Regions from separate parts of the Mus musculus genome. Here all the other regions are linked to region 3. A link is a contact called in public promoter capture Hi-C data. All regions are on one chromosome and are shown on one strand. The core of a region is the stretch at or near the end of the contact, and the rest is flanking DNA. Distances in the headings are between cores, read along the strand shown.

What was found. Promoter capture Hi-C pulls out the DNA fragments that hold promoters and counts their contacts.
Region 1: a promoter capture Hi-C map of stem cell-derived epiblast-like cells shows a contact between it and region 3, with 4 times the contacts expected there. The contact joins the promoter of Tsr3 here to the promoter of Tmem204 in region 3. A contact is called at or near these places in 16 of 39 promoter capture datasets (the 3T3-L1 cell line, the C10 cell line, HPC-7-derived erythroid cells and 9 more), 1 of 484 Hi-C or Micro-C datasets (the C2C12 cell line), 2 of 115 datasets of contacts at active chromatin or transcription factors (microglia and pancreatic cancer cells) and 4 of 9 other capture datasets (adipose tissue, liver, macrophages and 1 more).
Region 2: a contact with region 3 is called in a promoter capture Hi-C map of hippocampal neurons, with 4 times the contacts expected there. The contact joins the enhancer-like site here to the promoter of Tmem204 in region 3. A contact is called at or near these places in 22 of 39 promoter capture datasets (the 3T3-L1 cell line, 3T3-L1-derived adipocytes, the C10 cell line and 13 more), 1 of 484 Hi-C or Micro-C datasets (embryonic stem cells), 2 of 115 datasets of contacts at active chromatin or transcription factors (bone marrow-derived macrophages and embryonic stem cells) and 3 of 9 other capture datasets (adipose tissue, liver and pancreatic islet).

The regions. Positions count from the first base shown.
Region 1 is chr17:25,238,584-25,241,518 of GRCm38.p6, forward strand. Tsr3 (TSR3 20S rRNA accumulation) reads left to right here and starts at 1,587. Exons shown (of 6, transcript NM_026676.3): 1 at 1,587-1,781; 2 at 1,861-2,080; 3 at 2,481-2,674. The coding sequence starts at 1,670. Gnptg (N-acetylglucosamine-1-phosphotransferase, gamma subunit) reads right to left here and starts at 1,533. Exons shown (of 11, transcript NM_172529.3): 1 at 1,477-1,533; 2 at 1,331-1,388; 3 at 1,192-1,259. The coding sequence starts at 1,528.
Region 2 is chr17:24,903,561-24,906,260 of GRCm38.p6, forward strand. It overlaps Mapk8ip3 (mitogen-activated protein kinase 8 interacting protein 3), which reads right to left. Exons shown (of 33, transcript NM_001163449.1): 14 at 2,587-2,668; 15 at 1,608-1,738; 16 at 1,347-1,403; 17 at 1,089-1,259; 18 at 365-491. Among named protein-coding and RNA genes, the nearest start is that of Nme3, 8.4 kb to the left of the region's middle. Within about 2 kb of position 1,306, at least 12 of the 459 cell types and tissues checked have an H3K27ac peak or open chromatin away from gene starts, as enhancers often do. A contact at or near this core is called in hippocampal neurons, where this site is marked.
Region 3 is chr17:25,079,785-25,082,583 of GRCm38.p6, forward strand. It overlaps Tmem204 (transmembrane protein 204), which reads right to left and starts at 1,330. Exons shown (of 3, transcript NM_001001183.1): 1 at 480-1,330. The coding sequence starts at 759. All of the region lies in intron 18 of Ift140 (intraflagellar transport 140), which reads left to right.

The DNA of each region.
Region 1 (2,935 bases), core at 337-2,836, 160 kb after region 3:
ATATATTTATATTATATATTTATTTATATATAATATAAATATATATATATAAATAAATATATATTTCAAATGCTATCCCGAAAGTTCCCTATACCCTCCCTCCACCCTGCTCCCCTACCCACCCACTCCTGCTTCTTGGCCCTGGCATTCCCCTGTACTGGGGCATATAAAATTTGCAATACCAAGGGGCCTCTCTTCCCAGTGATGGCCAACTAGGCCATCTTCTGCTACATATGCAGCTAGAGATATGAGCTCTGGGGGTACTGGTTAGTTCATATTGTTGTTCCACCTATAGGGTTGCAGACCCCTTCAGCTCCTTGGGTGCTTTCTCTAGCTTCTCCATTGGGGGCCCTGTGTTCCATCTTATAGATGACTTGTGAGCATCCACTTCTGTATTTGCCAGGCACTGGCATAGCCTCATACGAGACAGCTATAACAGGGTCCCTTCAGCAAGATCTTTCTGGCATATGCAATAGTGTCTGGGTTGCCAAGGTTCTTTTATGCTGGCCAGCCCTGAGCCACCTCCAACAGCTTGTCTTTCAGTCCTCCTAGGATCTTAGTCCCAAATTTCCTGTGCTGGTGCCCTCTCCACTCCGTAAGACCTAGAAAGGGCTAGATACACCTGGAGTGTTGAGTCTTCATACCCAACATCCCTAGAGCTTCTAATTGGTCTAAGCACCTGTGGAAAGTAGAGGCTTTAATACCACAAGTTGGAGGCCAGCTTGAGTCTACTATAAAAGACTTTGAAAGACTCTTACCTTAAAAACACAAAAGTAGCCGGGGGTGGCACACGCCTTTAATCCCAGCACTTGGGAGGCAGAGGCAGGCGGATTTCTGAGTTCCGGGCCAGCCTGGTCTACAAAGAGTTCCAGGGCTATACAGAGGAACCCTGTCCCGAAAAACAAAACGAAACAAAACAAAAACCCCACAAAAGTTAGGGATGTGACCCAAGCCTTGAGCGCTTGCTTGCTTAGCCCTAGGTAATCGCCAACCCTGGGAGCGAGAGGGGATTGCAGTTCCAGTATATACTTCAGAGCATTTAAAACACTCAAGTTTGACAAACGAATTCGTAACCCTTCAGCGAGTACATTATGAGTCCTTCATCCAAGGCACCCTTCCCTCCCTAACCGAGAGCTTTTTTCGGCCCCCTCAGTCAGCACCTCGGCCAGCTCCGCACCCTCCCGCGCTCACCGGATACAGCTGAAGGCTCTCTCTTGGGCTGAAGGCGGCTTGCCTGGGGCAAGAACGGGTTATTCAGCCTATGGAACAGAGAAGGTCAGAAGAGCCAGCCAGGCTCGGTCCCCAAGCCGCAGGACCGTGATCCGCTCACCCGAATGTGTTAGGCTCCTCCACCACCTTCATCTTCCCGGCACATGCCGGCGCGGGCCCTGCGGAGCGGGGAGAGAGGTGGTGAGTAGGGAGCGGAGGCGCGAGCGACGCCAGCGCGCGGGGGGCTATGTGCGCGGAGCCACTGACCCTGCGACGCGAGCCCCAGCAACATCAGGAAGCCAGCCAGCCGCCCCGCCATTGCTCCTAGGGTCTCACGGTCACGTGAGTGACAGCCGGAACTGACTCCCCTCAAAACCGGAAGCTGTGCGAGCGCGCACGCGCGCACGCTCTTGAACAAACGCTGGAGCTGAGGATTTCATCTCGGATTTCATCTAACATTATGGGCCGCAAGAAAGTTGCTCGCGGATCCAGGAAAGAGAGCGGTCGTGTTCGGCGACCCTCTGGCCGCTCTCTGGATGCTTTCGCTGAAGAGGTGGGCGCTGCGCTGCGTGGTGAGTTTGGAGCAGTCGGAGCAGCGGGTCGGGCCTGGGAGCAGGCGCTGAGGACCCGGCCTTCTCTCTCTCCTTGTAGCATCCGTGCAGCCCGAGGAGGCCGAGGACCAGGGCGGCCCGGGCCCTGCGGCGCTGCCTTGTGCCTTGGCTATGTGGGAGCTTGGTCACTGCGACCCCAAGCGCTGCACGGGCCGCAAACTGGCCCGTCTGGGTCTGGTGCGCTGCCTGCGCCTGAGCCAAAGGTTTGGCGGTCTGGTGCTCAGCCCAGTAGGCACTGAGTACGTGTCTCCGGCAGACAGGTAGACACCAGAGGCCTGGGGATCGGGGAGGGGTCGGAGAGGGGTTGGAATGCCCTTCCCACCATCTTGTCTTTGTTAAACTGCCCTGTATCAGGAGTATCATTTTCTTCAAGCCTTGCTTATTGGTCTTGGATGTCCACATCTTTCATATGAGCAGAGTTGTATTTAATTTGACCCTTTTCATAGAGCAGGGCTATAGTGTAGAAAGCCTAGGAGAAACATTTGTTGTGTAAAGTAAACACTGTCCAGCTACCCTCAACTGCTTCCTGAAGGGTTCTTTCTACTATTGCAATAAACCATAACTTCGAAATAGCAGAGTGATCTCTCATCTGTAGTGAAGCCAGTCTCCAAGGATGTGCCTTATTTGGGGCCCTAGAACCTACCCTACACTCTCTGACAGACAGCTGGTGGCACAGTCAGGGGTCGCAGTCATAGACTGCTCCTGGGCCAAACTGGACGACACACCCTTTCAGAAGATGCGAGGGAGCCACTTGCGGCTCCTGCCTTACCTCGTAGCTGCCAACCCTGTAAACTATGGCCGGCCCTGCAAACTTTCCTGTGTGGAAGCTTTCGCTGCTGCCTTCTGCATCGTAGGTGAGTTTTGGGTCTGACAGAAGCCTGGCAATGGCAGTCTGGAGGCTGACTGCTTGCCCCCTCCTCCTCCCTCACCTGGAGACTGGGGTTTCTTCTGGCAGAGTCTGAGCAAGGGGGTGGGATGTGAGGAGAATATATTGGGAGCCATTAGAAAACAGCCTTTGTCTTCAGTCTCAGTGCCCACATACAGTCTTAACCTTATGAAGCAGAGGTAGAGGCAAAATGGACCACTGCCTTCCCTGGATGGTGTGTGGGCCCAAT
Region 2 (2,700 bases), core at 56-2,555, 180 kb before region 3:
GGGAATGTCAACTGAGGAACTGCCTCCATCAGACTGGTCCATAGGCATGTGTGTGGGAGGTGATCTTGGGATGTGTAAGAAAGCAAGTTGCATATGCAATGAAAAACAAGCCAGTAAATACTATTCCTCAGTGATTTCTGCTTCAGTTTCCCTTGATGGTGGAAGTTAAGTCAAATAATCCCATTCTTCACCCAGGCTGGTCTGCTCAGGGTTTTATCAGAGCAACAGAAAGCAAACTAGAAAACCCTCAGAGTCACAGATCCACCAACACCAGCTAGGAAATGGGTGCCTCCTGGCTCTGCACTACCACTGTGTCCTTCTCACATCCTCTCCATACCCAGAAACCACCCCCTGTCTCAAGTACCTGCTTGTACTTGGCAGGCAGGCTCCACCCACAGGCCTGCAGCCTCCCGTCATCATTGCGCACGTGTTCACGAACCTGGCGGTACTGCTCCCGCTTCTGCTCCCGCCGGGCAGAAGAGGTGCAGTCACTGGGTGAAAAAATGACAGGTTACATCTGTTCAAGGTGAGCTGTCGGGGTGAGGCTGGAGCACCCAGACTCTCACTGGTCTTCCTCAGAGCCTGCCTGATTCTACCCTTGCCTTTTCTGGGACAGGGGTAGTATTTGACAGAAGGTGGCTTTTCCCAATTATGTCTGGGGTGTGATCCTGTGCTTAAGAGGTCATTTCCAGCTGTTCTGGGGCCTGCTCTGTTGCTGGTCAGCAACTGTGTAACCTAGGTGAGTTTACCAGTAGTTTCTCACAAAAGTGGCCCCAAGAAGCTTAACTAAGTGTTTGGGGCAGTGCTCAGACGTTAAGGTCAGACACAGGAGGGAAGAGTATGATGGGACCCAGCACAGTCTTCAAAGTCTAAGAGAATGGTTTCTTGGAACTGCAGTCCCTGCTAAAAGTCATTCAGACAGAACCTGAGGACTAGTTTTTGCTGGGGGTAGTGGACATAGAGAGAAGGTGTCATCTTTCCTGCTCTTGATAACTTCTGTCCCACAGTACAGAATATTAAAAGTCTGCTCTCCAACTTCAAGCATAGAGTGGATAGACTCAGGACACTTGGGGGCTAGGGATACCTACTCATCAGGGAAGAACTCCAGGGGCCTGCTGCCGGCTGAGATCTGGCACAAAGCATGGCTGCGACGCTGGCTAAAGCCAGCTGCAGTGGGTGACTTGTAGTGAATGTTCACAGATGGGTAGGATCGTTTGGCCGGAGGGGGGCTAGATGAGGAGCTGAAGAGGCGACTAAAGCTGCCATGGAAACACAGATAAGTGAGCCAAGTGTGGAACAGTAGCAGGCTGACGAAAGCCTCTTCTTCCATAGAGCACCATACTCACAACTGCCAGATGGTGGACTTCTTCTTCTCCTGGACAGATGGGTGTTCCCTTGATGCTCTGCAGGGAAGAGTAAAGGAGGAGCTGTGCCGGGTGACCCTGGAGCCCCCAAACCATGCCAACACTCGGGGGAAAGGAAGTGTGGTGGAGGGCAGTCAAATCCCAAGGCCTGCTAAAATTCTACAACCCCAGCTCAGGAAAAATAGATCCAATCAGAGCCATGAACTTGCTCAGAACTGTCAGAGGAAATGCTGAGGGGCACACCTGATCATTTCAGTCCACCTCACAGCCTCCTGCAGCTCCATGAGGCGTTCCTTGTACTGGTTGCGTTCCATGAGCACTCGGGCCATCTCCACCCGTGTGAAGCGTCGGCGCTGGGCCATGGGGATTTTGTCCTGCAGAGGGGGGAAATGTGGTTCCTCCAATGAGAAACAGGAGGACAGTCAAGCATACGTGGCTTCCTTCTGAGGTGTCTACCCCCTAGATGGAGATATAGTTGGGACAAGTGATGGTGGAATGGCAGGTTAGAGTGCCAGGGGAGCCCACATGGGGTTTGCCACTCTTCTCTCCAAAGCCTGAACAGAACGAGCTTAAGGGAGTTGGGAGAAAGTGCACAGGAACAGGTCCTGCCTGCACACGGCCTCACTGGCCTCACCTACCTGCAATCTGCTTCTGCCAATGTACAGTAAAAGAAGGTGGAGGCCTGAACGAGCCACTCTTTCACACTCAAGTAGCCACAATCCACATTCCCACCTCTGCTAGACTATCCTACACTATGGAATCTCTACACTACGTCCCAGAGACTGAACAGATTGCTGCTCTGTCACAAAGGACCCAGTATGTTCTAAAGTTATTCTGGTACAGAGGGACAAACTGTGCTGCCCAGACCTCATTTTGGGAAGTGAGAGGAAGTGCAGGCTCAGGGTTTGGCTGCACTGCCCAGGCTGCAGGTGCATACCAGTAACATCTTTGGTAACAAAATACCCCTGCTGGGACTGCAGAAGGCATCAGTAAGAAGGGGAACAAATGTGACCCTTCCTCAGTTTGGGAGGTCAGGGGTGGGGGGAGGAAGGATCTGCCAAAGGAGTGGTCTGATGCTGTTAAGTCACTTGATGGAATGGGAGAACATGCAGTAGCTTTAGCGGTCACAAGTGAAAGGTAAGGAGGGCCCAGAAGAATAAGCAAGTCTAGGAAGCCCCGCCATGCCAGCCCACCCATGCCCACAGGTTAATAGTGGATATACCAATTCTGTACAGAGATAGCTGCTTACATCCTCCACCTCTTCTCTGGGCTCACGGCGGGCAGTTACTGCCTCTGACTTGACTCTATAGGATGTGGGGAAAAAACAGGCAGGGTA
Region 3 (2,799 bases), core at 80-2,579:
ACAAGAGAGCTGGGAAAGGAAAAGGCCACCATGGGCGTCAGGGAGGTAACACTCTGCCCTTTGCTGCTCTGTGCCTCCTCTGGTCTCCCGGACATCCCAGCCAGAGTCTCCTGCACTGTCCGAAAGGCCCTGACCACCTCAGCCGTTAAGACAGAACTCAGCCACATGTTCTCACACTTCTTGTTTTCCTTATTAAGTAATATTTCTTTCTAACCAAGGAAAAATGACTTGCTTTGATTAGGATACCCATCTTTCATCCTTCAGCCACATGTAATGGCAGAGAAGGAGCCTCCAGCCACGGGAGTGACTTCTTGTGAAGGAAGCCACAGACAGAGTCTAAGCTGAACAGTGGAGCTCTGTAGCGTTGCTTGTCAGGGTGGGCAGGAGGTGCAGGTTCCCTGCTGCCACCCTCAGCATGGACGGACACAACCTCCCCTCACCTAACCACTGGAAGGTGACAGAAAAATAACAAGACTTACGTTTGACGGTGCCTCGGGACTCCTGGAAACCTGCTGATTCCGAGCCCCATCCTAGAACCTCACAGTCATGGGTGTCCACCTGCCCAGTTCGAGTCCCAGGGCTTGTGACTCCCTTACCCCTGTCCACCAGCCAGCAAGACTTCCACAGCCCCACACTCCGCTTGCGTCCGTCCTCCAGCGTCTGGTACACCCAATTGGGGGTGAAGGCTGCTGCGTTGTTGAGGATGAGGGAGACCAGGGCCACCAGCACAGCGGTGGCCACAAGCTTCTGGAGAGTCATCTCTGACTTCCAGGACTGTCTATCTCGGAGAGTTCCAAGTCCCAGTCAGCCGCTGTGCATCCAGAGAAAGCCAAGATGCTGCTAGGGGTGGCTAGAGGACATCAGCACTCATCCTTGGGAAGCTATGCGGCAGCTCCAGCCCGGCACAGGAGGATGTCGCCCATGGGACGGGTCCAAGAGAGCTACTCACAGCCCTGTCTTAGCCTGCCTCTTGAGCCTGGAGCAGGGACAAGCCTGTGCTGAAGCTGGTCTCCCCAAGACCCATTCCAGGGAGAAATCTGGGGCACTGGCTGCACCAGCGAGAATCCAGAGTTGTAAGTGGGTCGTCTTCTTTGGAACAGAGGCCAGGGAGGCTGTGTCCACAGTGCCTCTTGCCTACAGCAGTGGAAAATGGACAGCAACTCGGGAGGCAGGCACAGCGTGGGAATCAGCCAGGTTACGCGCCTCAGAACGGGCTGTGGGAGCCAGTCTGATGGAGGAACAGGGTTGTGGACGCAGTGTGGGTTTGGCCACCTCTCTGCTATGTATCCCGTCTTGGTATCTCTGCCACAAATGGCAGGTCCTGAAAAGCAGAACGCCTGCCACAAGGAAGCATGTGTATGCGCGTATGTGTGTGAGCTCCCGTTTCCCTGTCTCTCAGCAGAGAGGAAATGGTTGTTTTTGAGGCTGTTTTTGGTGAGCAGGAGGGCGTAGCCAACTGCAACAAATAGCAGCCCTGCCACAGAGCCAGACACTAACAGGATGTGCTTCCTGATGGGAAAGGCCTGGGGAGACTTCAGAGGCCTGCTCCAGCCCACCACTGGCTGCCCCTCCCCATCTTCCTGTCCCATAGGAATAGTCAGGGATGCCAGCCAGGACACTCATCTTCTTACCTGTTGCCGTCAAACCTAGCCAGCTGTGCTAGGTCCCGGACCAGGGGATGCTGCAGACAGCACGGGCAGGCAGAATCCTCAGGGACTAGGTGTCCATCCATCCATCCATCCATCCATCCATCCATTGCCTAAGGCATGATAGGTGCTGTGAATCCCCAATGTCTAAAGCAGTGGTTCTCAGTCTGTAGGTCATGACCTCTTTGGGGGTCAAATGACCCTTTTACACGGGTCACCTGAGACCATCAGAAAACACAGATATTTGCATTAGAATTCATAACAATAGCAAAATTACAGTTGTGAAATAGCAACAAACTAATTTTATGGTTGGGGGTCACCACAACATGTGGAACTAATGGCAGGACAGAGTAAGGTGTAGAGGCACCTGAGGCAGGCCACCATCTGCTGACAGAGATCCATTCACCTCAAGGGAGCAAGTGTACTCAGACCTTACAAGGAAGGGGAACCTTGAGGAACCTCTGCAAGGGGTTGTTCTTGGGCTGGCAAGAAAAGGTGGGATTCTGTAAGGGGTTGTGCCACCAAGCAGGCTGGATAGCTGATGTGACTTCTGAGCAGCCAAGTTTGCTTACTAGCAAAGTGCTCGCTCCCCTGAGGCTGGACAGAGCGACTGTACATTTGCTCTCCTTCCTCATAGCGCTTCAGCTCTGGTAAATAAAAGCCACCAGGTCTGAGACTGTGTCCCGCCTCCAGAGCCTCCCACCAGGGTTCCAGAGCTGCATAAATGAACACAAGAACGCAGGAGCTGTGGGCTGAACCATCTCAAACACACGTACTGCACCGCACCGCACCGGGCAGGATTGGGACAGCCTGGTGCTGACTAGTGCACTGGCCGGGACAGGCCGGAACCGACCTTTCCTGTCTTCATGAACTGACATGCTGGGCCACCCCCTACTTCCTAGTGTGGCTGCCTTCAATCACACGTTCCCATATATAGTCAGGCTCCTGGCACTCCTTAAGTTTACATTCCAAAAGGCAAGGACTCTGTCTCTGTCCAGCCTTTTGACTGTCAGCAGTTCTGAGAATGTAAGTCCTCTGAGGAATAATATGATTTTTCACCCTCAAGTTTGTAGCAAGTGTCATTGTGGCTTATTTATATTTTTTATTCTTATTGCTCAGGGCCTGAAGGAAATTTACGCTTCATTCCAGGTCT